Regions from separate parts of the Mus musculus genome. Here all the other regions are linked to region 3. The links are chromatin contacts, called in public Hi-C and HiChIP or PLAC-seq maps. All regions are on one chromosome and are shown on one strand. The core of a region is the stretch at or near the end of the contact, and the rest is flanking DNA. Distances in the headings are between cores, read along the strand shown.

Region 1 (3,064 bases), core at 168-2,667, 860 kb after region 3:
CTCAGAAAACAGGCCACCCGTACAAGTGTCACCGCTGAGACTGCTAATAATCGGTCCCAGACTTTTCTCCTCTTCCCTGTACTGTTCCATCCTATCCTGTTTGATCAACTCTTCAGTCCTTAGATTTGAAAACCAAGGGTTCCCCTGACCCTCCCCCCTCCTCCACACACATACGCACAATGTCAGGCTTGTGGTTTAGGAACCAACAATTTTGACAAAGACACAGTTAAGATTCTCTGCAACAATGACCAGGACAAGTTTAAATAAAAGTACGAATTCTCATTTGAAGCTTTAGAGGAAGACATGGAGCGGCTTTGTTTGTTAAAACTCAGGTGGCATGAGTCGAATGGGCTTTCAAAGTACTTGTACCAACTAATCTTTCAGATGTTTCTAGTGGGGAGCAGAGCCTGATCTGGCTGTACTTACACGTGTGGGCCAGCTGTGGGCCTTTTTTCCTTACCCCGTGTTACTGATATTGTGGCCTCAATAGCGCTGTGGTGCAAATACTTACAGCCAATCTTATATTTTTATTTATTTATTTATTTTTAACCACTGTAGAAACAGTTGTTAAGCATTTCCCAGGCACCCAAGCTAGCAACTAATTGAGCCTGGCACCAACTGGTACCCAAATGTTCTCTGTCATGTGTACAGGCTCATCTTCAGGATTGGTTTTGGCCTCTAACCACAAAGTCATACCTGAGTGCCATTCTTTAAGTGGGAAATTCTTTCCATCTGCCTTTGCAAAATCATGCTGATGGGTTTCCACTAATAATAGTCCTCTGTGTGCATGTGGAGCTTGCAAAGAGTCTGCATGGCCCTCATCACTTTCAAGTTTCATGTGATCCATGGGGCAGATGCCTTCTCTCCTTGGTAGAAAGAAAAGGGTCTGACAGGGAATGTGACTGCTCCCACAGTCAGAGGCCTTGCAAGTGGCAGGTGGACCTTGAGCCATCTTCAGCTTCCGCGTTCTGTGCACCTGCCTCTCACCAGCTGCTTCCTTCACCTCAGACACTTGCTAGATCACTCACTTGCTCGCAATGCCTGAAGGTTAGGCTGCTGTCGGCAGCATGGAAGCGTCTAGCAGCCATTTGGGGTTAACACCAGTCTTGGACTTTGACAGGAAGGAATAGACTCTCTAGCTTGGGGGTGTAAATATAAGCCACCCATTTCGCTATTCTGCCGAGAAGAAAGGTGTCCACTTTTGTTCCCTGTTGGTGCTTGGTTTTCTGTGATTCCGTTTAAACGCTGTTATGGGGACCTTGTGTTTTTAGGTCCTTCTCTCAGTAAGAACTTGGAGCCTCTCAAATGACCCAGCATAAATGGTCCGCTTCCCTTCTTGCACAACCCCCACCCAGCCTTGTTACTGCCCAGCGCTGTATTGATTGGAAAGCATTTCACAATGCGTTTTCAAAACATGCTGAAGGTCGAGACTGAGTGACTCATAGGCCGTCACATTTCTTTCTGCTTTAGTCCCTCTGGACTTTATCGGTTAGGTTGGCTAATGGAAGTCCCTAAAGAAACTGTTAACTGCCCAACCTTGGCCAGTAGGATGCAGGATTAGTAGGTGGCTTCACAAAATAATTCCTAATCACGTCTGTGGCGATGGACCTGTGGAAATCTCTTTGGTTTTTGAATGCCAAGTCTCTAGAAGAATAAGAAGTCAGGAGAGGGTTCCCGAGCTCATTTTGCCAGCTCTGGCTCCCAGAGCATCAGAGAGCCGACAACGTCAGGTGAGCGAGTCAGCTGATACCCGAGGCTCTCCTGCTGCTCTGGGTGATCTATGCCACTCCATTCGTCTGGGGAACTTGGGGCCATGACCCTGATCCAGGCCTTCAGAGCTGGCTGCCAGAGGCTAAAGGATGTTGTCCTGGGCAGTGAAGAATGCCTGGGAGCATAGTAGTAACGGATAGTTCCGGGTAGCAGTGAGGGTTCTGGGCTAACACACAGCCTTATCTCCACTACCTGAGGTTTTTGACCAGTGGCTCGGCCAGTTAGCATCTTGATTTTCTACCACCTGGTAAAGGAAGGTCTTCCTGACACTTTATTTCCCAGGCTGGCTTTGAAGAGCAAATGATAGAATGTATGCAGAGTATCATCAGGAAGAGCCTGCAGCATGACTCCTTATGGACTACTAGAACACTTGGCTTTGAATTATTAATTAATTAATTAATTTTTATTTTTCATAGTTTCCTAACTTTTTAAATTAGATATCTTCTTTATTTACATTTCAAATGTTATCCCCTTTCCTGGTTTCCCCTCTGAAAACCCACTACCCCTTCCCTCCTCCCCTGCTCATGAACCTACCCACTCACTCTTCCTGGCCCTAGCATTCCCCTACACAGGGACTTAGAGCCTTCACAGAACCAAGGGCCTCTTCTCCCCTTGATGACCGACTAGGCCATTCTCTGCTACATATGCAGTTGGAGCTATGAGTTCCACCATGTGTTTTCTTTGGTTTTGTCCTTGGGAGCTATGGCAGTACTGGTTGGTTCCTATTGTTGTTCCTCCTATGGGGCTACAAACCCCTTCAGCTCCTTGGGTCCTTTCTCTAGCTCCTTCATTGGGGACCCTGTGCTCAGTCCAATGGATGGTTATAAGCATCCACTTCTGTATTTGTTAGGCATTGGCAGAGTGTCAGCAAGTACTTATTGGCATCCACAATAGTTTCTGTGTTTGGTTATTGTATATGGGATAGAACCCCAGGTGGGGTAGTCTCTGGATGGTCATTCAGCTTTGGAATTCTTTACATGCAAGCTTTTTGAACCCCTAAAAAATACTGTTCTAAAAAAATAATCTGTCATAAAAATTAAAGCTTCCAAGTGAGTCATCTAGAATAGCCTTGAGGTTGAAAATGTGCTTAGTGACCCTCCCCCACACTCCAGGATTTTACTCTTTCAGTATTGTGAAGGCCCTTTCCCTTTAGCAGTCACAGAAATAGTATCCCAAAGCTAGGGCAGTAATAATGCTGTCTGCAGGTCTATCTCACCAGCCTAGCTCTCCTCAGTCACTCCTCTCTGCATCCCTTCCAGCCCCAAGCTGCTAACCCCCTCCTTCTGGACTGGAG
Region 2 (3,336 bases), core at 423-2,922, 960 kb after region 3:
GTCTTTTATCTCCCAGTTTATTTTCACATCCAGCTCATCCTACCAGAAGTGCTTTAAAGGGATATCAAGAACAACACGTAATCAAGAACTCCACCCCCACCCCTACCCCCACCCTAATGCCACTCTCTAGAAGTCTATTCACACAGGACTTACCAAGATTCAGAAACTGCTCTTTGTTGTAAGAAAAGGCAATTTGGAGAACAGAGCAATTACAGTTCCAGCTTGGCTGGTGGAATGTGAAGAGTCAGAGAAAGCTTATTGGAAGAAATCATATCTGAGCTGAATGAGCAGGATCTGAGGCAGACTCTATTTTAGGGCAGTTGTGGGATTGGGGCAGAGCAGTCAAAGCCTTTCACCCAGTTTCTGTGGGAGAGTACTTGGGGCTTGCCTAAGTCTTTGAAGTTACAGATTCTCTTCTCTAGACGGAGAAATGGAGACAGGCAGAGTCATGGCACCAGGTCACAAGGAGGGGGTTCCACACATAAGTGTGACCTTAGGGACAAAATTGGCACAACCAAAGGCTGGCTAGTTTTTATTGTCCCCATAATTTTAAAATAACACTGTATATTTTGAAAGACTTAAGATTCACCGTGAAGCTCGGTGCTTTCCAGTGCACAGATCAAGCCACAGCGTTATTATCCTGGGGCATGGAGAGAAGACTACTTATCACTGGAGACAGAGGGCTCTGAACTCTAGCTGCTCCAGGTACAGAAAGTGGAATGGATAGACTCCTAGTCTCTTAGAAGTCATATCGTAAACATTGCCTGGGACTGTCTATAGACAGAGAAGAATGACTAATAAGGTCAACTTTCTGATCTAGTCATCATGGTAATAGACTGAGCCCTGCCCTGAGACTGACAGGAGGTCAAAATTAAAGTCTTAGCTTGTCCTACCAGGCTGTCAGTCATGGAGGGGAGGTTTCTCCAGTCTCACACAGGAAATAACATAATACATCCCTGAAATTTTGATCAAGACATAACAGTGAACGGCAGCCTTCAGTGCACTGTTTAATCAAATTCTCACCAGAAGCTACCTCACCATTAGAATAAATATAGATGGGAAAGTAGTGCTTCTTGGTTTCAAAGTAACCTTGAAAACTTTGAGTCTACTTAGTATCCTAGTGGAGGAATCTTGCCAAGGTCCCCTCCCTGACCCCTATAAGCTACTAACTCCTGGTAGGAGCTCAAGCTTCAAGATCACCTAGAGCTAAGAAGGTTCCCTGTGGGACAAGTTACAGGACCACATAGTTAAAGGGATTTTCCAATTGTCCGTCAGTCACACTTCTAAACCAGGGATCACAGAGTGCTCACATCCCAAGCAGGCAGAAGGGTAGCAAATAGGTTTCTTACAGTGCCCGTTTAACACATAGAGCAGTTTGTCCAAGTCTTCAGTTATTGAGTCAAGCCCTCTCTTGCTTCAGAAATTGCTTCCACCTGAGAGAAGAAACCAGGTATCTGAGGGTTTCGATAGTGCAGAGATGTGGGGTTATAAAAACAATTCAGAAAAAGATTGTACGTATTTGCAAAATAGATTTGCATGAAACCATTTTCAAGTTTGCACAATTGGCTGCAATACTTCTGTGGGAAAATTCCTAAAAGCCTTCGGGGCAGCTCGCTCTGCTCCTCACTGAAGTGGTTCTAGTGGCCCATGCTTATCTTCGAACTTAAGGAAATAAAGCAACATCATGAGCTAAGGCCCACATCAAAGAGCCATGTGTCAGCACTTCGGTGCCATGTGCTACCACAGTGCCATTTTCTAAGAGCTCTGGCTGGCCCCTCTGTTCTTGGAGGTAGGTGTGAAGTGGTCAGTCACTCCAGGGCAGAAGTTGGGATTCCTTGGTTCTCTCTCCAGATTGTGGTGAAGTCCTGAATACACTTTTTTCTTCCCACCTCAATTTCTCGGGAGAGGTCCTTTGCCATGTATGGAGCTTGTGGTCAAATGGAAATACTTGAAAGACGGCCAAGTGGAAAGAGGATTTTGGCCTACTTTGCATGGTCTCCGAGGACAGAACTGAGACCAATAAGATGGTCAGCGGTACCAAAGAGGACTCGGACTGTGGATAAGGTTGAACTGTGGAGAAAAGATGTCTTCTTAATTACTTAATGGTACTTCCCATGGGACAAGCCACCTAATTTAATTCTCTCAATAGTCCATAAAGTAAATATTATTAATTTTTTTTGTACCAGGAAACAGACCTGGAGAGGGCAAATAACTGGATTTGGGTTGCATCACTTCTGAGTGAGCCAAAACCAAGACTTCAGTCAAGCCAGTACTTAATCCCAATCATTTGTGTGCAACTGTCTCATAAAGTAAATAGTGAGCAACACTCCCTTGATTAAAGAAGAGGGAAAAAATACCCCAAAATCCACATTCTTTTTTAAGCAGTAAGTTACCAATGTGCTTTCTGAGTGATTAATGTGAGCTAGGTATGTGAGCCGAGAGGCTGAGGACTGGGTAGAGGACCAGCCTTCTTTGCAGTACAACAGACAGCAGAGACTTGTGGGGACAGTAATTCTCCAGGGAATTACCTACTGCACAGTAACCAGGTCCCAAATAGCTGATCAGCTAGCCAGCAAGAACACTGAGGCGTGTGCAATTAAGGATGCTATTAGCATGCTTTTGAAACATTTCTGATAAATAGAACTCACCCAGACAGAAATGGTTGTCTTCAGAGGCAGTAAGACTCTTGAGCGCTCATGACCTTGTGGAAGAATGGATGTTTTGATTTCAAACCACAGTGACAGGAGGCTCAGGGTGGCTGGGCAAACAAGGGCGGGCTTGGCCCAGAAGCACATGTCCGGGCTCCCAGGCTTTTGGGGGTTCTTCTCACTGGGCTTCCCAGCCTGCCCCTCCCCATGCTGGTGAGGGGCCTATTTTGCTCAGAACTGTGGCTCCATGAGGGATGGCTGAACTCATCTTTCATAGTCGCCCGTTTTTAATCCCCATATCTCTCTCGGTCCTGTGGACTCCCACTCGCTTCCTTAAAGCGATCCCACTATTTCTGTTTGTGAAGTTAAGGTATTTGTTCAGGTTATCTAAGGTTTCCAGTTGGAGATGGAAAGCAACTCAGAGAGCGTCTCATTTAACCACTGAGTTCTACAGCTGAAAACTAGCAAGTACAGATGTGAGTTGGTGTCCCAGAAACTGATGGACTCTATGCAGAGTGCCTTTTGTGTGCCGCTTCTGATGGTGAGGTGTGCCAGTTGCTATGACAACCTATGAAAACCAAGTCCCTCCTCTCAATGAATCTCTATGAGTTGAAAGGACATATGTCTTAAGTATAAGGAGGCAAGCAAGCTGGGATTCCTCACTTCGAGTGTTTTCTGATGTTAAGTG
Region 3 (3,397 bases), core at 137-2,636:
GCCAGCCTGGTCTACAGAGCGAGTTCCAGGACAGCCAGGGCTACACAGATAATCCCTGTCTATAAATTATATGTAATTATTATAAAATATATGTAATATTAGATAGATAGATAGATAGATAGATAGATAGATAGATAGATAGATAGATAGATAGATAGAAGGCCTACCTAAACAAAGAGAAGGCAAATCAAGAAGGGTGGGTGCTGGGTGGCCTTTGCCATCGGTGTTGATATTGACAAGGAATGAGTTCTACCCATGGAGCAATAACTATATAATAACTTATATCCCATACAAGAGACTTAACACAGGCACAAAGGGACTGGTTATCTGGAGGACATTAGTAAATCTCTCAGAAAAACTGAAAGAAGGCAGCAAGAGAGGTGGGGGCACCCAAGTTGAGATTTGATGGCTACAGAGGAACTGAGGCATGGCAGTAGGAAGTCAGGCAGAGGTCATCAAGCCCAGAAACTAGCCTCTGTGGGATGCTCAGGGAAAGGCAGGGTCAATCGGATATGCCTGCCATAGACCGCGGCAAGAATGACATGGGCACCCCGGGCTGGGTTTGGCCTACTGTGTAGACAAGCTGACATCTGTTTCTAAGTATGATTCGCCAAGTCAATTCTCCCCTCCCCGGGTTTGCTTTGTCTCTGCTGGGCAAGTGGTCTTCTCTCTCCATCAAGGACTCTCATCTGAGGAAGACACCACTTCCGGGTTTCACTACCAAATTCTCCCTGAGTCTCTAGCCACGGAGAAATGGGTTTGGATGATCACAGGAAGTACCTTTTTGGCAGTCCAACATGGCCAGAAATCTGAAGGGGGTGGATTTTAGTGGCTCTCCCTTTTTGATATTTCGCCTTTGGGAGACTCTTTCTCTGCTTACTTTCCAGGACTTACAAGTCCGGAGTTCCTTTGGACTTTAGAGACCTTAGGCTTTTAGAGACCTGAAGGTCACAGGATCAAAGAGGGACTTTCTCCTTTGGTCCTTAAGACCAACTGGTGAGGTAGGTTGAGAACAGGTAACAGTTAACAGGCAGAGAAAGGATTGACAGCTGCTGCCAGGAGCTCATCAGCCAGGCTTTGTATATGGAGCACCGTAAGCTTTCCAGCAGGAAGGAGGGGAAGGGTAGAAGGAAGAGGAGTAGCAAGCAGAAAGGGGGAGGAGCAGAATAGTGCCGAAGGACTAAACTAGAACTTTCTTCTTCGCCCCACCTCCAAACTTACCCCTCCCTCGCAACCCAGGGGGGAGAAAATGGGTCTGAGGCTGTGCGGTTGGGAAGGGCGGAGGGTAACATCTTCACAGATGCTGCAGCTTGGCCCTGCAGGGCTGCTGGGCCTTTGAAAGGCCACTTGTAAACTCTTGGTTCCGAACAGAAAGGCAGCCGGGAGGAGCTGGGGCGCGGGCAGGGGGAGGAGACCGGTCTGCCTTCAGTGCCTAGAAATCAAAGCAGCCAACCTTGGGCTTTTTCTTTCCTTCACACTGAGGCACTTTTATTGGCGAGATGAAGGGAGGCAGAGAGGGCCTACAGCCCTCGCTTCGCTTTTGGAGGTTAATGACCCAGTTAGCAGCTCTTGGCTGAGTTTCCGACATTTTGCAGACATCAAGCCCCGCGCCTCTGCCAAGTACATTCTGTTCCCTGGAGCCCATCCAATGCATCTCAGATTACTATGTAATGCGACAAAGAGGGAGAGGCGGCTGGGAGGGGCCCGGAGAGCTGGGCGGGGTGAGCGGGCGGTAGCCCCGAGAGCGGGACGCAGAAGCCGGCTGGCGGGGAAGAGGATGCCACTCTAAATACAGCTGCTCCAGGGGAGTCGCATCCCTCGAGGGGCTTCTTAGCTGGAGAGGGAGCCCGAAAGGAGGGTGGACAGGCCCTGTCCTCCAGGAATCCTGCCCCGTAGAGCCCGGCACGGTCCAGAACGCAGATGGGGGTGGGGAGAACAACCGGAGACCCGACAGGACAGCGGGAGGAGGAATCCAAGGGGCGGGCCTAGGGGCTCGGCTCCGCCCCTCCAGGCTGCCCCAGGCCCGTCCCAGCAGCTCCAGGGGTGAACAGCCTGCTGGCTAATTATAGACCTGAATGGAAAGCGGCGCTTTTGAATGATCTTGTTGCTCGCACTGCCTTCAGAGTCTGAGGAGCAGGTGCGGCCCTGCTATATACAAAGTGATTCATTTAAAAGCCCTCTGTCACGTACGCTCACTTACTGACACACAGGAATCCTTGTGCGCTCCACCACCCAAAGGATTCCAGAACTGGCTTAAAAGAACTTGAGCTCAGGGCAGAAACCAAGCGACTATTGGAACAACTTCACCACTCCTTAGTAGTCTCGCAGAGTAGATGAGAGAGGGTACTAGGCCTTTCTCAAAATGTTGAAAAGTAGGGTCTTTGCAATTTACAGCTGGAGAAACGGAGGCTGAGACAGAGTTTTGAGACGTGTCTGTGAGAGCGGGAAGTCAGTGTGAAGCTAAAGAGAAGCATGGGGTCCTGCCAGCCCCTTCCTCTGCCTGCCCAGACTGGAGCTTAACGTCTCCCATCCTGAACCTCTGGCACGGAAGAACACCCCTCCTTCTAGAATACCCCTCTTTCCTGAGTGTGGCACCTACCCGTTGCACCTCCCATCCCTGAATCCCACCAGTAAACCAGCTGAAGCCAGTTCCAGGCCTAGGAACTGGCAATCATGCCCATTTTCCCTAGTGTTCTGTATGAGTCAATCTGTTACGGCTCTGTCAGCACAATGCCCTGTGAGGAACTACAGAGGGGGCAAAACTTCCTTCCCTGTCAGCGTCTTACACCCACCTCGGGTTCACACTCACAGCTAGCCAAGACTTTCCATGACCTTGATGACCAACTGCAGTCTGCATAAGCACAATGGAGCCTCATGCCCATTTGATGGAGTCCTTGAAGAGTCTTGGAGGGAGGAAATGACTGGCTCATGGTCATCTGATGGTGAGTCTGTATGGAGAGAGCCCAAAGTGGGCCTGTCTGCATCCTGAGTTGAGGTCAACACACTTACTTCTTTCTTAGATCCGACCACAAGCCCACTCAGTCACAGAGAAATATTGCTGTGAGCAATCTGATTATTTGCTCTCTGGTCCCCACATCACCATACCAGTTTTGTCCACACTTATGAATCTGGGTGTAGAGAACTGTTATTTTTCTCTAAACATCTCTAAACCCAGCCAGTGCATCTGGCCTTAAATAGAAAGGCTGTCCGTCTCACCACCTAGGCCCACAAGTTCCACCTCACCTTTGCTGACCATTTTAAACTTAACATTTTCCTCGTTCAGTGTGAATGGTTAAAGAACCACCGTCGAAATACCGTGCTGAAAGAAACAGAAATTGGGGGGTAGAGATTATTTTAATAGCTTTTTACTTGCCTCTTGAAAGGAAGTTCTGCATCT
Region 4 (3,390 bases), core at 771-3,270, 880 kb after region 3:
TAGCCTGGGCAATCTAGTGAGTTTCAGGCCAGGTTGGGCCACAGAGTGATATATATGTGTATATACACATATATATTTTCATATATATGTATATATATGAACATATATATGATATTTAAAAATGTCTTCATTTGCATTTAGAAGAAGATATAAAAGTTAAAATCAATGTGGCCTTTCTCTGTTTACATTAGAACAGTTTACTTTTCCTTCGGGGGGGGGGGGGCCCTGCCACTCAGCTCTGCCTTGCTCATTAGCTCTTGGCTGTCAGAGTCCCACACGCCTAGGGCAAGCCTGGTTGGGAAGGGGCAATTCCATTAAAGAAGGTCCATGTTAGGAGATGAGGTGAGTACCGGGTGTTTTCCCAAGCCAAGGCATTTTCAGCCCTAAGGTCTAGCCTGAGCAGGACTTCCTGGTGAGATGCTGATGGTGCAGGAAAGGAACCTGTCATGACCTGGGTGTGCAGGATCTAGCTCTATTCTCTGAGAGGGGAGGGCAGAAGGGAGGGCTCAGCGAGTTCTCTTCTGTAGGTGGAATTATGCAGGCAGCTTAGTGTTTGTTGTATGAAGCACATCCTGGCAGGATGAGAAGAAGTGCCAGGAGCTGAGAAGAGATAAGCCTGCTTCCAGCTGGGATCTGGGCACAGCCCTGCAGCAGGCAGCAGGTTTTCAGGATTCCAGAGGGAGTGCTTGGCTGCTGAGGCAATGCCTTTTCAGAGCCTCAGTTTGCTCCATTATAAATAGCTATGATTTACATTGCCTTGCTAGCCTGGGGAGACTAAGCATCCCTAGCCTAGGGGATGCTCCTGGCCCAGCCTTCCAGTAGTCACCTTATAGGGAGCATTCTTGGCTTCTGTTGTACAGAGGGGGAAACTGAGGTTTTGGGAAGCTACGGCACTTAAGTCTGGGATGGAGTAGGACCAGAGGGCTGTGGAAGTATTGAGAGGCCCACTAAAGCTGGTCTGGCCCTGGCTTGAGCTCCAGTCTCGTTTCCCTTGTGTCTTGCCCTCTGCCCATATCATTGGCCTGGCTTACTGTTCTAGATGCTCTTGCTGCGTGCACATAATCTCTTTTTCTCTTCGCTAAGTTCTAAACTCTAGACAGGAGCCTTTAATTCCGTCTTGCGACCCAAGTTGCCCTCCCTCGATTGGAGTTGATAATATGCTCCATTGCTACTTGCTTACCTTCAAAGCTTTGAAGGCAAGGGAGTGGCCCAGCCTCTTGGAACCCCACAGAGTGTTGTCCTTGAGAAATGCTTGTGGAATGGTGAGTTAACCAGCAGACTAAAACATTCAAGCTCGTGGCTGAGGCAGAGTTTGCTCCTAGACTCCTGGGAGGGAGAAAGGCATCTGTTGTTCAACAGTCGTGGTCTTGAGGAGGAACGGGAACAGCACCAGCTGTTTATGGGAACTTCTGTGATTAGAGCAGTCTGAGGAGGCAAGAGTTCAAGACACCTGTGTTGTCCAGGTTAACACTTTAGGTTTTCCTCTCCCCTCCTCCCTTTTCCTGTGAATAGAAGTATCCTAACTTATCATTTAGTTGTGAAGAGGACGACATAAGTAGGTTTCTGTAAGGTGTGTCTAGGAGGATTGACACCTACAAAGCCTTTGATAAAGGATAGTCACTAGCTAGTACACAGGACCATTTCTTCTCCTTGGAGCCAACTAGCACCTAAGGACAAAAAAAAAAAAAAAAAAAAAAAAAGGAGTATGGTAGGAAGCCCCCGATTTGGACCCTGAACTGTCTTCTCAGTGCATGAGTGCTGTACATTTTAGGGAGGGTTATCCAGGATTCCAAATGATGGTTTTTAAAAATGGTGTCTGATCTAGCCCGAGGCTAAGTCATTCGTCCCTTCCAATTATGTAAGTATTCAGCAGCAATTCAGGAGTCAAGTGAGTCTAGTCCTTGGGCCACAGACTCTGTTCTTGTGACCTTCCTTTTAGAAAGCCACAGGTGTAGGGGTGGTGAAAAACAGAGGCTGGGAGGCTGGGATCCTCCCAACTTGGATTTATCCTCTGACTCACTCTGTGATCATGGGCCATTTGCTCCCTGTGGGAACCAGTCACATGAGCAGAACAGGCTAGTGCTCAGGCTGTTGTGGAACCAAGGGTGCACCACAGTCTGCACTCTCCAGATAGTAGGTTCTCTCTCTTTCTCTTTTCCCCTCTCCGTCCCTCCCTTCTTCCCTCTTTCCTCTCCTCCCTCCCCCTCTTCCCTCCCTCTGCCTCTCTCCCTCTGCCTCTCCCTCTCCCTCTCCATCTCTCTCATCTCCATACCTGCCTGTTCTGGAGAGAGGGGTAGGAGGAAGCAGCTGAGACAGAACATGGTAATTTCTGTCTTTCCTAGCTTGAAAACAGCCCAGGAAAATACATAAGGCATATGTCATAATTGTCATCTTACAAAGGTAAAAACTGATGCTCAGAGAGACCGAGAGGCCCAAGGTCCCCTTGCTCAGTGAAGACCGCACTTTTACTTTCTCTATTCTGAATTTCTTAGCCAGTGATTCTTAGGACTAGTGGTGGCTGTGGCTGAGTGGGTTCCTTCACCAAAACGAGGTCCTTTACTCCTCCTGATCTGGTTCCCTTGTCCCTCTTGTCCCCATTCGAATCCTCTAAGAGTAGATGTGATGGGCTACAACTGGGACTAGTCCACTGAACAGACCTGGAAAGAGGGTGATTTCCCCATTGCCATCCTGTGCTCAAACTGTCTTCAGGTCCTCATGTAGCATCTTATGAGCAAGCCTTCATGTAAGAACCTGGGGGACTTCAAGCTACTGTTCTCCTGGGACTCTAATGCAGAGTACTGGCAAGGTAGACAGTGGCAGGAGCAACTGAGGCCAAGTGTGACAATGAGACTCCTGAGCTGCATGGTTGACCTGCTTGGAGGGGTTGAAGACAAGTAATTGGGCAGAAAGTCATGCACCTGGAAGATCAAAAGATAAGCTTTCTAAGAGGCGGGCAGGTGGGCAGGGAACAGTGTGAGTCAAGAAGTTGGAAGAATCCAGGCAACTCTGTTGAAACCTTTCTCGTTTCTTCTGTCTCTGCCTATAGTGTTCGCTGCCCCCGCCCTCTCAAGTCTCCAAAGGCTCCCAACTGGTCTCCCCACTCGGCTCCATACACCCCTACCTGGATCTCCACCTTCCTGTTCAGTCCTCTCCCTCTTGCTCCGGTTTGAGCACGCAGTGCTGCACGCCAGCCAGGTGAAGCTACTCAGTCTTCCTGCTCCTGTACTTTTCCACTGTTCACTTTCTCTTGTGTTCTGTGCCTGTGCACCATTCCTAGTTCTGCAAGTGCAAGCCCAGCTTCAGACTTTCAGTCTACTCCAAATGGACCTCCCTTAATCCTACCTCGGTATATATGGGGATGTCTGGTCTGATCTCCTATTTTTTTTGGGG
Region 5 (3,274 bases), core at 94-2,593, 900 kb before region 3:
AACTGGATGGGGAGGCAGCTCAGGGTTGCAGCACACGCCTTGCATGTGCTTAGCTTCTGGACCCTATCCCTAGCACCAAGAAAACAAACAAACAAACAAACAAACAAACAAAAAACTGAAAACACAGCCCACAGAATGAAGGCCAAAGTAGCCAGAACGGCGTGTTTTCTAAAAGGAGCGTTGAATGTAAGGGTGAGAAGGAGCCAGGGGCAGTGTTTCACACTTCATATTAGGCTGGTGGACTTTTTTCTAGCTGCTAAGAAGCCATTGTGGCCATCCTTCGCTCCTCACACCCTTGTAAGCTCCCCTAGTCGTAGGGGATGACTACACGGAAAAGATGACATTAGCCAACATGTCGACTTAGATTAGAGGAGTACCACAGGTCACAAGGGTTTAACTTCAAGGGGAGGTTGCCTTGGAAGTTTAAGAAGACCTGCTGTCTCTATGCTGCACTGGTACAGGGGTAAAAGAAAACACAGACTATACTGGGAGTCTTCGGGGGGAAGGGGTGTATTTCAAACCAGGGCTGGGAAGCTATTTTGAGAATGAATACTCAGAGACTTTGAGGTAACCAAAAGTTTTAGTATAAGGTGGGCAACAGAGGGGCAGCACACAATATAACTGAGGAAGAAAAAACAATATTAAAAATCTGAAAGCTCACCAAGTAAACAGAACCAGGAACCAACAGAAGAATGGTGAGTGCCATGTGGAACAGTGTTGCAGTTAGACTTAAGGGAGATTGTCTACCAGGAGCCTGAACAAGGAGGGAAATTTGTTTGGAACCTTCTAGAATACCCAGTGAGAAGAATCTGAATGAGTTACTCTTAAGATGTAGCGCTTAGCTATTTAGAGGACCTTTCACAATGTCCAGACACAGTTTTAGTTCCCACAATGTGGAGACATCTTCTAGACCAGGGATGTTAACATTAGCAGTATACAGGAAAGTTTCTCTGTCTCTGTCTCTGTCTCTCTCTTTCTCTCTCTCTCTGTCTCTGTCTTTGTTCCCTCAAATGTCAGTAGTACCATGTCTGAGAAACTCTGTCCTTCATTCTCCATTAAAAAGACAGGGACAGACACAGGACACAGAAAGACAGGGCCAAAAACCTTATCAAGTGTGGGAGATCAGGACCAGGCTTTTCTGGCAAAAGGTGAGTATTCTTTTCTGAGAGACACTGAGCTAAGTAAGAGATGATGATGCCTGGGAGACAGAAAGGGTAGGAAGCCAATGAATAGATGAAACATCTTCTGTAAGAGCCATCTCGGAAAGTAATTGCATAGAATGTGGGGATGTGTGAAGAGCGTACCGGTTTGGCTGAAGTAGGCTTATCCCTGTCTGGGTGTTGCACCAATCTGTGCACAGATGGCTGGCTGGAAATGTTGGGGAAGCATCTGCTGCCCGGGCTGGTTATTACACTTGTACCAGAAATGTGTCAATTGTCTTTTTGCAGGAGCGGATACAGGCAGATGAAGTGATTGCCATCTTGGATCAAGAACAGCGCGGGAAGCATGGACTGAATATTAACCCCAAAGATGAGCTATAGAAAAGAGAGTGCTCTATTGAATATTTATTTAAATAGATGATCTTATGAGAACCTTTTTATTTTTGTACAGAGCCGTAGTATAAATTAACAGGATACTAAGAGTCGTTAGATTTCTCCCCCTGTTCCCAACTTCGCTTCATTTGCTTTCTTCTGGTCTTCATTGTTTTGCTTCAGTTCATCATTCAGAGCCCATTCACACCCTCAAGCACACACCGCACTGAGTCACAACACCCACACTCTTCATGTCACACCAGTAAACATGCAACAGAATTTACACTACAGAAGTGCACACAGGCCATGTACACATGGCACAAACTCCCAAATACGCCACACATACATAAGACAAACATAAACATACAGAAACACATACCACCCAGATACACAAACACTACATGGCACACACACACACACACACACACACACACACACACACACACACACACACACAGTTACTTTGCAGCATATTCAGAATATCAACATGATCAGCCTGCACTCAGCACCCCACAGCTAGAGTGTGCCCCGAGGTCTAAAGATAGGATGTGAATTGGTCTCAGGCTTCTATGGTTTGCTGCCTTTCCCCCATCACCTTTCATGGTTCCATTGGCTGAGAGTTCAGACTCTTCACAGCAAGTTTGCCTTGTGTCTACAGGAGCTCCCAGGACACAGTCTGCCAAGTCCCAAGAATCACAGAGAACAGCATCTTTCAGGCTTGAGGAAGCCACCACTGGATTAAGGACTATGGCACGGGGTCCCCTTGGGTAGAATGTTAGGACTGGTGTTTTCAAATGAAGTTCTGATTCCCCTCCACAGTGCTCTGTAAGAGGGGACACCTAAACAGGGGTTCCAGCAGTGTAGGTTCACCCCCAGTGGTGATGGAAGAATGAATACCTTAAATTGCCCTGCCCTAGGCACTATTGCTGCTGGAGAGGGGCTCCTGCTGGTATAAATTCAGAGCTGTTTCTCACAGGCTGCACCTCAATGGCTTCTGTTGGGCAGCCTCCTCTTCCTGCTGCTGTCAGCTCACACAGGCATGCTGTGTCTGAAGTGTTTAATAAAGGGATCCTTGTTACAGAACTTGTCTTCCGATGCACACCTATTTTATCTTCCAATGATGTTTTTGTAACTATCTGGGACAACCCAGGAACACATGGACCATGACAACTCTGCCAGCAGACAGTGGTCTGCAAGAAAGTGGGTAACTTGCTTTGGAGGGAACAAGACTGGCTAGCGAGCTGGAGTGTTAATTCAGAGAACTCAAAGACTTCGGGGTTCACTGCAAAGGCTCTGCTCTCAGACCACACCCACTGTTGCAATGTGCTCCAGTAAAGGGGGAGGTTCACTTTCTGCCACTTGTGATCTGGTTAGGGCTAAGAAGACTTTGCTCGGTGGAACTGAGAAATTCAACTTCAGTGCTGTGTGCTGTTGGCCTACCACTGCCAAACCAGAATTCAGGATGTATCTCTGCCGTGGAAGACTGGGCAAAGCTCTCAATTCCCGGGTGACCTAAAGCAACTAACTCGCTTCCTCTTTCTGGACTCCAGTTCCTCTTCTGAAAATGGTGTCATTCATTATAATTGTTTCCAAAACCCTATGCCTTCCTCAAGATTCAAACTGAACATAAACCAATAGCAAGACTAATATTAGAAATATTAAAAAATACAAGCAAGTTTTTTTCTGCTAACATCTGAGAGTGGCAAGTGACGTCACCACAGGGCTACTACAGGGCTATGAAA
Region 6 (3,358 bases), core at 302-2,801, 800 kb after region 3:
TGATTGTCATACTGCCTGTACAAGTTGCAGTCCCACCATCAATGGATGAGTGTTCCCCTTACTGTTGTATCATGACAGCATGAGCTGTCATTTGTGTTATTGATCTTAGCCATTCTGGTGGATGTAAATGAAATTGCAAAGTAGTTTTGATTTTCATTCCCCTGATGACTGAAGATACTGAACACTTCTTTAAACATTTCTCAGCCATTTGAGTTTTCTCTTTTGAGAATTATGTTTAGATCTGTACCCCAGTTTTTAATTGGGTTTGTTTTCTTGATACCTAAGGTTGTTTTCTGTTTAGTTATATATTTTGGATATTAGTCTTCTATCAGATGTAAATGGATAGAACTAGAAAAAGTTATCTTGAATAAGGTAACACAGAACAAGAAAACCAAGCCTGATCTTTTACACAATGAATAAAAGGCTAAAGTAGGGGGGTAACACCCTATGTCTAAAGAGAAGTAGTTTCCCTCCTGCCTATTTCCCAAAGGCAGGAGGAAAAAAAATACACATTCATGAACAGCATCAATATGTTTTTATAGTGATAACCTATATAGATAAGGTGTTAAAGTTTTCTAATGTATATTCATTTATCTATACAAAATATTTACACAAACACCTATAACTTATCCTACCTGCCTTTGGCGGTCTGGTGAGATGAGATCTCAGACTGTGGGTCTCACTGACCTGGAACTGAACAATTCTTCTGCAATGGGCATGGCCATGGCCACCTTCTTTACTAAGAGAAAATTCTATGGTACAAACAGACAGACAGACAAACAGGCAGGCAGGCAATCCAGATCTTACTGGGTACCTTAGACTCAGGGAAAGGTCAAAGGTCTTGGAAGTTTACTTGTCATTCTCTGGAATGGGTAATTCTTATAATTAAAGGTAACAAACGTCTGCTGTGGTAGTGTCTGCCTTTAGCAATCAGTAAACAAAGGCAGGGCCATCTCTGTGAGTTCAAGGCCAACATGGTTTACATAGGGCATTTCAAGCCAGGTAGTGAGACTACCATAACCACTACCACCACCACCACCACCACCACCACCACCACCACCAAAGCAGAAATCAATAAAGGATCATTAGACAGCAACTTGCTAAGGTTCAGCCTTCTGTACTAAAGGAGTGTCTTTCCCTTTGCTATGGCATTGCATTTGCTGAAGCAGAAATGTGTGTCACTATGTCCCAAAGGCAAAAATATATACATTAAACAAACAGGAAAAAAAAAAGACAAAAGAAAAACCCACCAACAGTCACACACTGCAGGTGTACAGATTGTCCCCCAGCCGGCCTCTCTGTGCCGACATCCTGTGAGGTTGCTGCATCTGTGAGGAGCAGGGGAGAGAGAAAGGCTTCCTCAGGGAGCAGAAGTCAACATTTTTTAGAATTTATCATAATCTTGCAGGGCCTCTGTGTCCTCAGACTAAGTCTTCCCTCTTTGGGAGCAATCTCTCCCTGTCAGCTATCACACCTCCAGTGTAGATGCCCTCTTGCCACTTTCCTAGGTGGCCTATGAACTCATGAAGGCAGCAACTGTGGTACCGTGTACTAAACAGAACCTCCCTTGAGACAAATCTACAAAGCATTTCTTCATTGATGTGACACAAAACACTAACTTTTGGAGAGTGGGCAGAAAATTCTAGAATTTCTATTCATGCTTACCTTTTAGCCAGAAATATAAGCGATGCCAACATTTATTATCTCTTAAGGCCTAGATTAGAGAGTTATATACATATAAAATATAAAACTATAATATAAAAATATAAAATGAAAAAAGTCTTGTTATGACTATTTGTTTTTGTTTTTCTGTGTTGATTAAAAATATTTGGAGATCACAGCTTCAGTGGTGAGTTAATGATTATTGCTTGAAAAATCAGTAACTCAAAAGAGTTTTAACTTTAAATAGGAAAACCTAATGCCTAAGAAAAATATGGGATATTTGTTTTAACCAATAAGCAAATATACATACTGTGGCCAGCTTGTATATTAAAGCTTACATACAGGATCTTGAGAGTTATTTTAGCTTTCAAAGATCATTCCCCATGCATGTATGGAGAAGGATTTTGAGGAAGCTGAAATTCTAATGGTCACAGTATAATATGACTAAAGAGACAGGCTACGGGGAGCTGGGCACTCCCTGACTTCTGGCAATGAAATTTGACACCATTTTTTTCTGAAGGATATCTTGACAAATTTATCAAGACTTTTAAAACATACTTGAGACAGATCTGGAAGGGCCTAAAGACATTGGGAAGGAGAAAAAAAAAGGAGAGACCCCCCCCCAAAATAAAACAAAAACAAACAAACAAACAAACAAACAAAATCCTGAATGAAAATCTCTGGTCCGGCAAGGCCATCTTTGAAGTTTAAAGATTTATGTAGCTATTTACCCAGAAGAATGATAATCATATTATATCTAATACTAACAGTCATATTCAACCCTAGTGCCAACCATATTTAACTTTTGATACATGTTTTATAGCAAGTCAATGTAGCAAGAGCCAACCATTAAATTTGATAGGCAGACACAGATGTAATTACATTGAAAGTTAGTTCTGTAAAATTAGAATGGGTCATCCAGAGTGAGTCTATCAGTATGAGGCCACATAGGAAAAGCCTGCCTAGAGAAGGCGGGGCTGTAGAAGTACATGTCCACTTTAATCCCAGCACTCAGGAGCCTGGTCACGTGGAGCTCTGATTTGGAGGCTAGCCTGGCCTACTGAGTGAGTTCTGGGACAGTCAGGACTACACCGAGAAACCCTGTCTTGGAACACCAGAAGGGGGGGGGGGTTGGTCAGGTGTAGATTTGTGTGACCACCACAACAGTCAGAACCAGTAGTCATCACCTCAAAATCCACTTGGGCTGCAGGTTGGAGTCATGTGGCCTTGTTCCTGGCCTGCACCTGAGTTTAGGAGATTCTTGCTGCCATATTTCCCCTTCCCATAGTGTTATGTCAATGTAGTCAAGCAATGCTGCTGAGTTTTGTCCCCGGCCTTCAGCTGTTGGTTTATTCTTTTAAGAACTCAAGGTGTTTTCTCTCAAGGGAACCATGATCAATCAGAACTCCTATCATATCTGTATAAGGGTTTTTCTGTGAAAACAGGACGTGCCGCTTAAGAGGACTTTTGGTGTTGGGTGAACCTATCAAACCTTTACATTCCCATCGGCAACATATACAAGAGAGGGACAGTGATATTGGATTCTTGTCAGCATTTGCTATTGTTAGCTTTTACAAATGATTTCCTATTAATGACTCAAATAGAAACACAGCAACCACAGTGTGCTTTGTTTTCCTTCCTAATGAGCATCCCATGTACTTGCTTGCCATCCATGCATCTTCTAAGATGCTGCACT
Region 7 (3,111 bases), core at 168-2,667, 920 kb after region 3:
AGTGCTTCTGAACTTCCTCACTGGAGTCCATGCAAAGCCCCTAATCAAGGCCAGACAGGAATTACCAAGACCAGATTCAGCAACAGGGAGGAAGGAATAGAAAAGAGAACTGCCCTTTGAGCAGGCTTTAAGATGCCAGCAGGAAGCACTGTCCTGGAGCTGTAGTTGGTGTTTGGGAAGGCGGTGGTACTGTATGGGAGGGAACTAGGAGCCAGAGGCAGAGATTTGGGACACACCAGGCTTCGAAGCGTATTTAGGAAGGAGATACAGACAGAAACTCAAAGTGGATTTTTGAAGAATCTCATAGGGATGTGCTCACATCAGGAGATGGGCAGTGGGGGTCCAGGAGAGATTTTTTTAAAGTGCTATGAGTTTGAGGTGGTTGGGTGCTTGCATAGCAAGAATAAGTCCCTGGATTTGGTCCCCAGATCACTGAAAAGAATTGATGAAGCAGTTAATTTTCTTTTAAAATGAAAATACTACTGCGGATCTGAGAATGAGGAAGACTGCAAAAAGGTAGTTTGATTTGGCAACGAGGAGGTCCCCAGAGACCATAGAGGAGTCACAGAAAGGGCTGCACTGGTGTATGGAGTATGTGCAGGGTATCCTGAGCCCAGTGAAGCAGAGTAGAAGCCAAGGGAGACCACTCCTGGCTACGACCAGTCCTGGCTAACTTTAAATTCTTTACCAGTCTAAGATTTTTTTTTTCAAATAGTTTTCTGAAATTGTTAACCCAGGGACAATTTATGGAGAACACACTTCTGCTTTGGCAGGGGACAGAGCAATGAATCACTGTCTCTGTCTTCCGGGCTTTTTTTTTTTTTTTTTTTTTTTTTTTTTTGGTCTAATGTCAGGGAGTGACACAGCAAATTAAACCAACAAGTGTGAAAGTGCTTAGCAGGGCACTCAACATTTAGGTGAGAAACTATTTTCATTTTCAAATTGCTATACATTAGAACCGAGAGGGAAAGGGTAAGAGGGTGCCTAGGGAGCTAGGAATTGCTCAGTTTAGCTAGGGGCTTCTTTTTGTTGCTGTGCTTTAGGTAAGGTCTCACTCCATAGACCAGCCTGGTCCTTAGCTAACAGCCATCCTCTCACCTTGGTCTTCCAAAGATAAGAACTGCCAGCATGTGCCACCTCACTGGGCTAGGGAAAGGCTTCTAAGAAGAGCTTAATTGGAACATGAAGTACTGGTGGGGTCTGAATATGCAGAAGCAAGGGTTATCGAGGCTAGGGACAGTTTTAGATGGCCGGAACCTGTACACTTAAACAGCTGAGTTTGAAAGCAAGAAGAATTGTTAGTAAGGGCCAAAAACAATTTAGTGGCTGTCTCATAGGAATAGAGCTCTAGAACCATGAGTCCTAAGGCAACAACCAGAAGCAACAGGCTCTCCTAAGAACAGGGGCCAGAGGACTTTGAGAGCCTTCCCCACCCCCATTCTGACTCATTGTGGGACTGAGTTAGGTTTTAGTACTTCATTTCCCTTGGTCAAACCAAGGCCATTTGAATGCACCTGCCTGCCATCTGTCACCTTTGCCTGGCCCAGTGAAGGTGGCCATTGTGAGGGGCAGGGAGCACTTGCTAATTATACTTCTGTGGCCAAGGCGCCACGTGAAGGCTTTTGGCGGTCTCACTCAAATGAAGTGGGGGCCGGCTGACTGCTCCGCCACATGTGGAGGCCAGCTTGGCTAGTCCTCCCAGTGAACCTCTAGTTTTGTTTTGAGGTTGCAAATTACAGATGTTGGTGGCTATTCTAAAAAAAAAAAAAAAAAAAAAAAAAGGTGGAAGGGGTGCGCTGAAGAGGAGGAGGGGTGGTGAAGTGGAGTTCCACCTGAAAAAGGGCACACACGACTTGACCCCAGCCTACTGTCCCCACTGTCCTTCATTTTGTCCACCTTAATTCCTCCCTCTTCATCCAAGTAGTTGGACTTGATATACCTAGCAAGTGGTAGGTTTCTACAAGGGAATAAAATGGTAGCAAGCATCACTATGAAGTTATGTGACTAAGGACTCCTGCTTCACCAAACAGTGAGCCACCTTGTTTATCTGCGAGGGCACAGGAGTTTGGCTATGTCAACAGTGACCAATAAACCATAGATCCCCGAGATATGTTATAACATCATTGTTCCTAAGAACTACAACACAGCAGGCACAATATTATAAAAAGAAGTAGAGTTTTCACCTATTGAATTTTCTTGGTCTCCAGAACAGATGGTGGTGGTGGTGGTAGTGATAATGGTGAGATGATGATGATCATAGAGATGATGGTTAGGTGTCACAAGTCATTCTGTATACTACAAAGTACTAAGAAACTTATAAATTCATTTTCTCCCAAAACATGTCTGAGATCCAAGTCAACATTTGAGTATTTGCCAAAAGGTAACTAACACATCTAGTGAAGTGAGCCAAGTACAGATTCATTAGTTAGAACTGAGCATAGTGTGAGTTCCGAGTTTTGCATTGTGGTCTCGCCCTTACCAGCTGGGTGACCTCGGACAAACCATTTCACTCCTCGGAGCTTTAGTGTCTTCATATGTAAAACTGTGTTAATAATAACCATCTCAGAAGGTTATTGTAGGGGTTTGATGATTTCATGTAAATAAAAAGGGACACTGTAAACTCTAAAGCATTATGCAAATATTAATTACTATCTATACAAGAATGGGCTGTCTGCAAGAGTGAATGCCAGTGCTGAGAGGCAATGTGTGCTGTGCCTGAAAGAGCATTTAATTTTGAATCAGAACACAGGGCTTCTATTTTGGTCTTGCATGTCAGGTGGCAGAGGAGAGTGACTTTCAACAGGCAACACACAACCAGCAGTGCACTTGCCTGTACAAAACAACTGCCACCATCCACCTGTCACCTTGTCACCTGTGATAGGCTAAATGATGGCCTCGGAGTTGCTCAGGACCTAACCTCCAGGGCTGTGAATGCCTGCTATCTCCCTGTTCAGATAAGATTAAATCGAGAGTTGAGAGGTGGAAACTCATCCTAGATCATCTTGAAGGGACCACATAAGCACCTGGATGTTTATACGGTGGGGCGAAGGAAGAGTCGGGGTTGATGACAATGCAGAGAGCTTTGAGTGATGGACTTTAAAGACTGAGAAA

What was found. Hi-C and Micro-C count contacts between places; a contact is called where the count stands out from the background. HiChIP or PLAC-seq counts read pairs in DNA pulled down with a chosen protein or histone mark.
Region 1: a FOXA1 HiChIP or PLAC-seq map of pancreatic cancer cells shows a contact between it and region 3. The contact joins the enhancer-like site here to the promoter of A230028O05Rik in region 3. A contact is called at or near these places in 2 of 39 promoter capture datasets (the SN4741 cell line and embryonic stem cells), 2 of 15 datasets of contacts at CTCF or cohesin (large pre-B cells and pro-B cells), 18 of 484 Hi-C or Micro-C datasets (the C10 cell line, the MNK3 cell line, adipose-derived mesenchymal stem cells and 13 more) and 13 of 115 datasets of contacts at active chromatin or transcription factors (the HPC-7 cell line, astrocytes, bone marrow-derived dendritic cells and 7 more).
Region 2: a contact with region 3 is called in a FOXA1 HiChIP or PLAC-seq map of pancreatic cancer cells. The contact joins the enhancer-like site here to the promoter of A230028O05Rik in region 3. A contact is called at or near these places in 2 of 39 promoter capture datasets (the C10 cell line and liver), 3 of 484 Hi-C or Micro-C datasets (all in liver) and 11 of 115 datasets of contacts at active chromatin or transcription factors (Th17 cells, astrocytes, bone marrow-derived macrophages and 8 more).
Region 4: a contact with region 3 is called in a FOXA1 HiChIP or PLAC-seq map of pancreatic cancer cells. The contact joins the enhancer-like site here to the promoter of A230028O05Rik in region 3. A contact is called at or near these places in 2 of 39 promoter capture datasets (the C10 cell line and embryonic stem cells), 1 of 15 datasets of contacts at CTCF or cohesin (large pre-B cells), 13 of 484 Hi-C or Micro-C datasets (B cells, bone marrow-derived macrophages, cardiomyocytes and 7 more), 11 of 115 datasets of contacts at active chromatin or transcription factors (acute myeloid leukemia, astrocytes, craniofacial prominence and 6 more) and 1 of 9 other capture datasets (embryonic stem cells).
Region 5: a Hi-C map of cerebellum shows a contact between it and region 3, with 4 times the contacts expected there. The contact joins the enhancer-like site here to the promoter of A230028O05Rik in region 3. A contact is called at or near these places in 4 of 39 promoter capture datasets (the 3T3-L1 cell line, 3T3-L1-derived adipocytes and pre-B cells), 4 of 484 Hi-C or Micro-C datasets (the C2C12 cell line, cerebellum, embryonic fibroblasts and 1 more) and 1 of 115 datasets of contacts at active chromatin or transcription factors (large pre-B cells).
Region 6: an H3K27ac HiChIP or PLAC-seq map of cardiomyocytes shows a contact between it and region 3, with 12 times the contacts expected there. The contact joins the enhancer-like site here to the promoter of A230028O05Rik in region 3. A contact is called at or near these places in 1 of 39 promoter capture datasets (the C10 cell line), 1 of 15 datasets of contacts at CTCF or cohesin (pro-B cells), 9 of 484 Hi-C or Micro-C datasets (the C10 cell line, double positive thymocytes, large pre-B cells and 5 more), 11 of 115 datasets of contacts at active chromatin or transcription factors (DN3 thymocytes, bone marrow-derived macrophages, cardiomyocytes and 7 more) and 1 of 9 other capture datasets (embryonic stem cells).
Region 7: a Hi-C map of bone marrow-derived macrophages shows a contact between it and region 3, with 11 read pairs. The contact joins the enhancer-like site here to the promoter of A230028O05Rik in region 3. A contact is called at or near these places in 2 of 39 promoter capture datasets (the C10 cell line and the SN4741 cell line), 1 of 15 datasets of contacts at CTCF or cohesin (large pre-B cells), 4 of 484 Hi-C or Micro-C datasets (CD4 T cells, the HPC-7 cell line, bone marrow-derived macrophages and 1 more), 12 of 115 datasets of contacts at active chromatin or transcription factors (acute myeloid leukemia, bone marrow-derived macrophages, cardiomyocytes and 7 more) and 1 of 9 other capture datasets (embryonic stem cells).

Annotation. Positions count from the first base shown.
Region 1 is chr16:24,198,299-24,201,362 of GRCm38.p6, reverse strand. All of the region lies in intron 1 of Gm31814 (a long non-coding RNA gene), which reads left to right. Among named protein-coding and RNA genes, the nearest start is that of Gm32126, 40 kb to the right of the region's middle. Within about 2 kb of position 1,417, at least 76 of the 459 cell types and tissues checked have an H3K27ac peak or open chromatin away from gene starts, as enhancers often do. A contact at or near this core is called in bone marrow-derived macrophages, fibro-adipogenic progenitors, granulosa cells and 3 more, where this site is marked.
Region 2 is chr16:24,093,272-24,096,607 of GRCm38.p6, reverse strand. No RefSeq gene overlaps it. Among named protein-coding and RNA genes, the nearest start is that of Gm31583, 4.9 kb to the right of the region's middle. Within about 2 kb of position 1,672, at least 33 of the 459 cell types and tissues checked have an H3K27ac peak or open chromatin away from gene starts, as enhancers often do. A contact at or near this core is called in Th17 cells and pancreatic cancer cells, where this site is marked.
Region 3 is chr16:25,057,628-25,061,024 of GRCm38.p6, reverse strand. It overlaps A230028O05Rik (RIKEN cDNA A230028O05 gene), which reads right to left and starts at 1,386. Exons shown (of 3, transcript NR_040374.1): 1 at 1,222-1,386.
Region 4 is chr16:24,173,416-24,176,805 of GRCm38.p6, reverse strand. No RefSeq gene overlaps it. Among named protein-coding and RNA genes, the nearest start is that of Gm32126, 16 kb to the right of the region's middle. Within about 2 kb of position 2,020, at least 32 of the 459 cell types and tissues checked have an H3K27ac peak or open chromatin away from gene starts, as enhancers often do. A contact at or near this core is called in muscle stem cells, myocytes, pancreatic cancer cells and 1 more, where this site is marked.
Region 5 is chr16:25,958,625-25,961,898 of GRCm38.p6, reverse strand. P3h2 (prolyl 3-hydroxylase 2) reads left to right here. Exons shown (of 15, transcript NM_173379.3): 15 at 1,449-2,615. The coding sequence ends at 1,541. Among named protein-coding and RNA genes, the nearest start is that of P3h2, 150 kb to the left of the region's middle. Within about 2 kb of position 1,343, at least 29 of the 459 cell types and tissues checked have an H3K27ac peak or open chromatin away from gene starts, as enhancers often do. A contact at or near this core is called in cerebellum and pro-B cells, where this site is marked.
Region 6 is chr16:24,257,969-24,261,326 of GRCm38.p6, reverse strand. The region is part of intron 1 of Gm31814 (a long non-coding RNA gene); the gene reads left to right. Among named protein-coding and RNA genes, the nearest start is that of Gm31814, 3.5 kb to the left of the region's middle. Within about 2 kb of position 1,551, at least 9 of the 459 cell types and tissues checked have an H3K27ac peak or open chromatin away from gene starts, as enhancers often do.
Region 7 is chr16:24,134,412-24,137,522 of GRCm38.p6, reverse strand. No RefSeq gene overlaps it. Among named protein-coding and RNA genes, the nearest start is that of Gm32126, 24 kb to the left of the region's middle. Within about 2 kb of position 1,417, at least 77 of the 459 cell types and tissues checked have an H3K27ac peak or open chromatin away from gene starts, as enhancers often do. A contact at or near this core is called in the HPC-7 cell line, acute myeloid leukemia and bone marrow-derived macrophages, where this site is marked.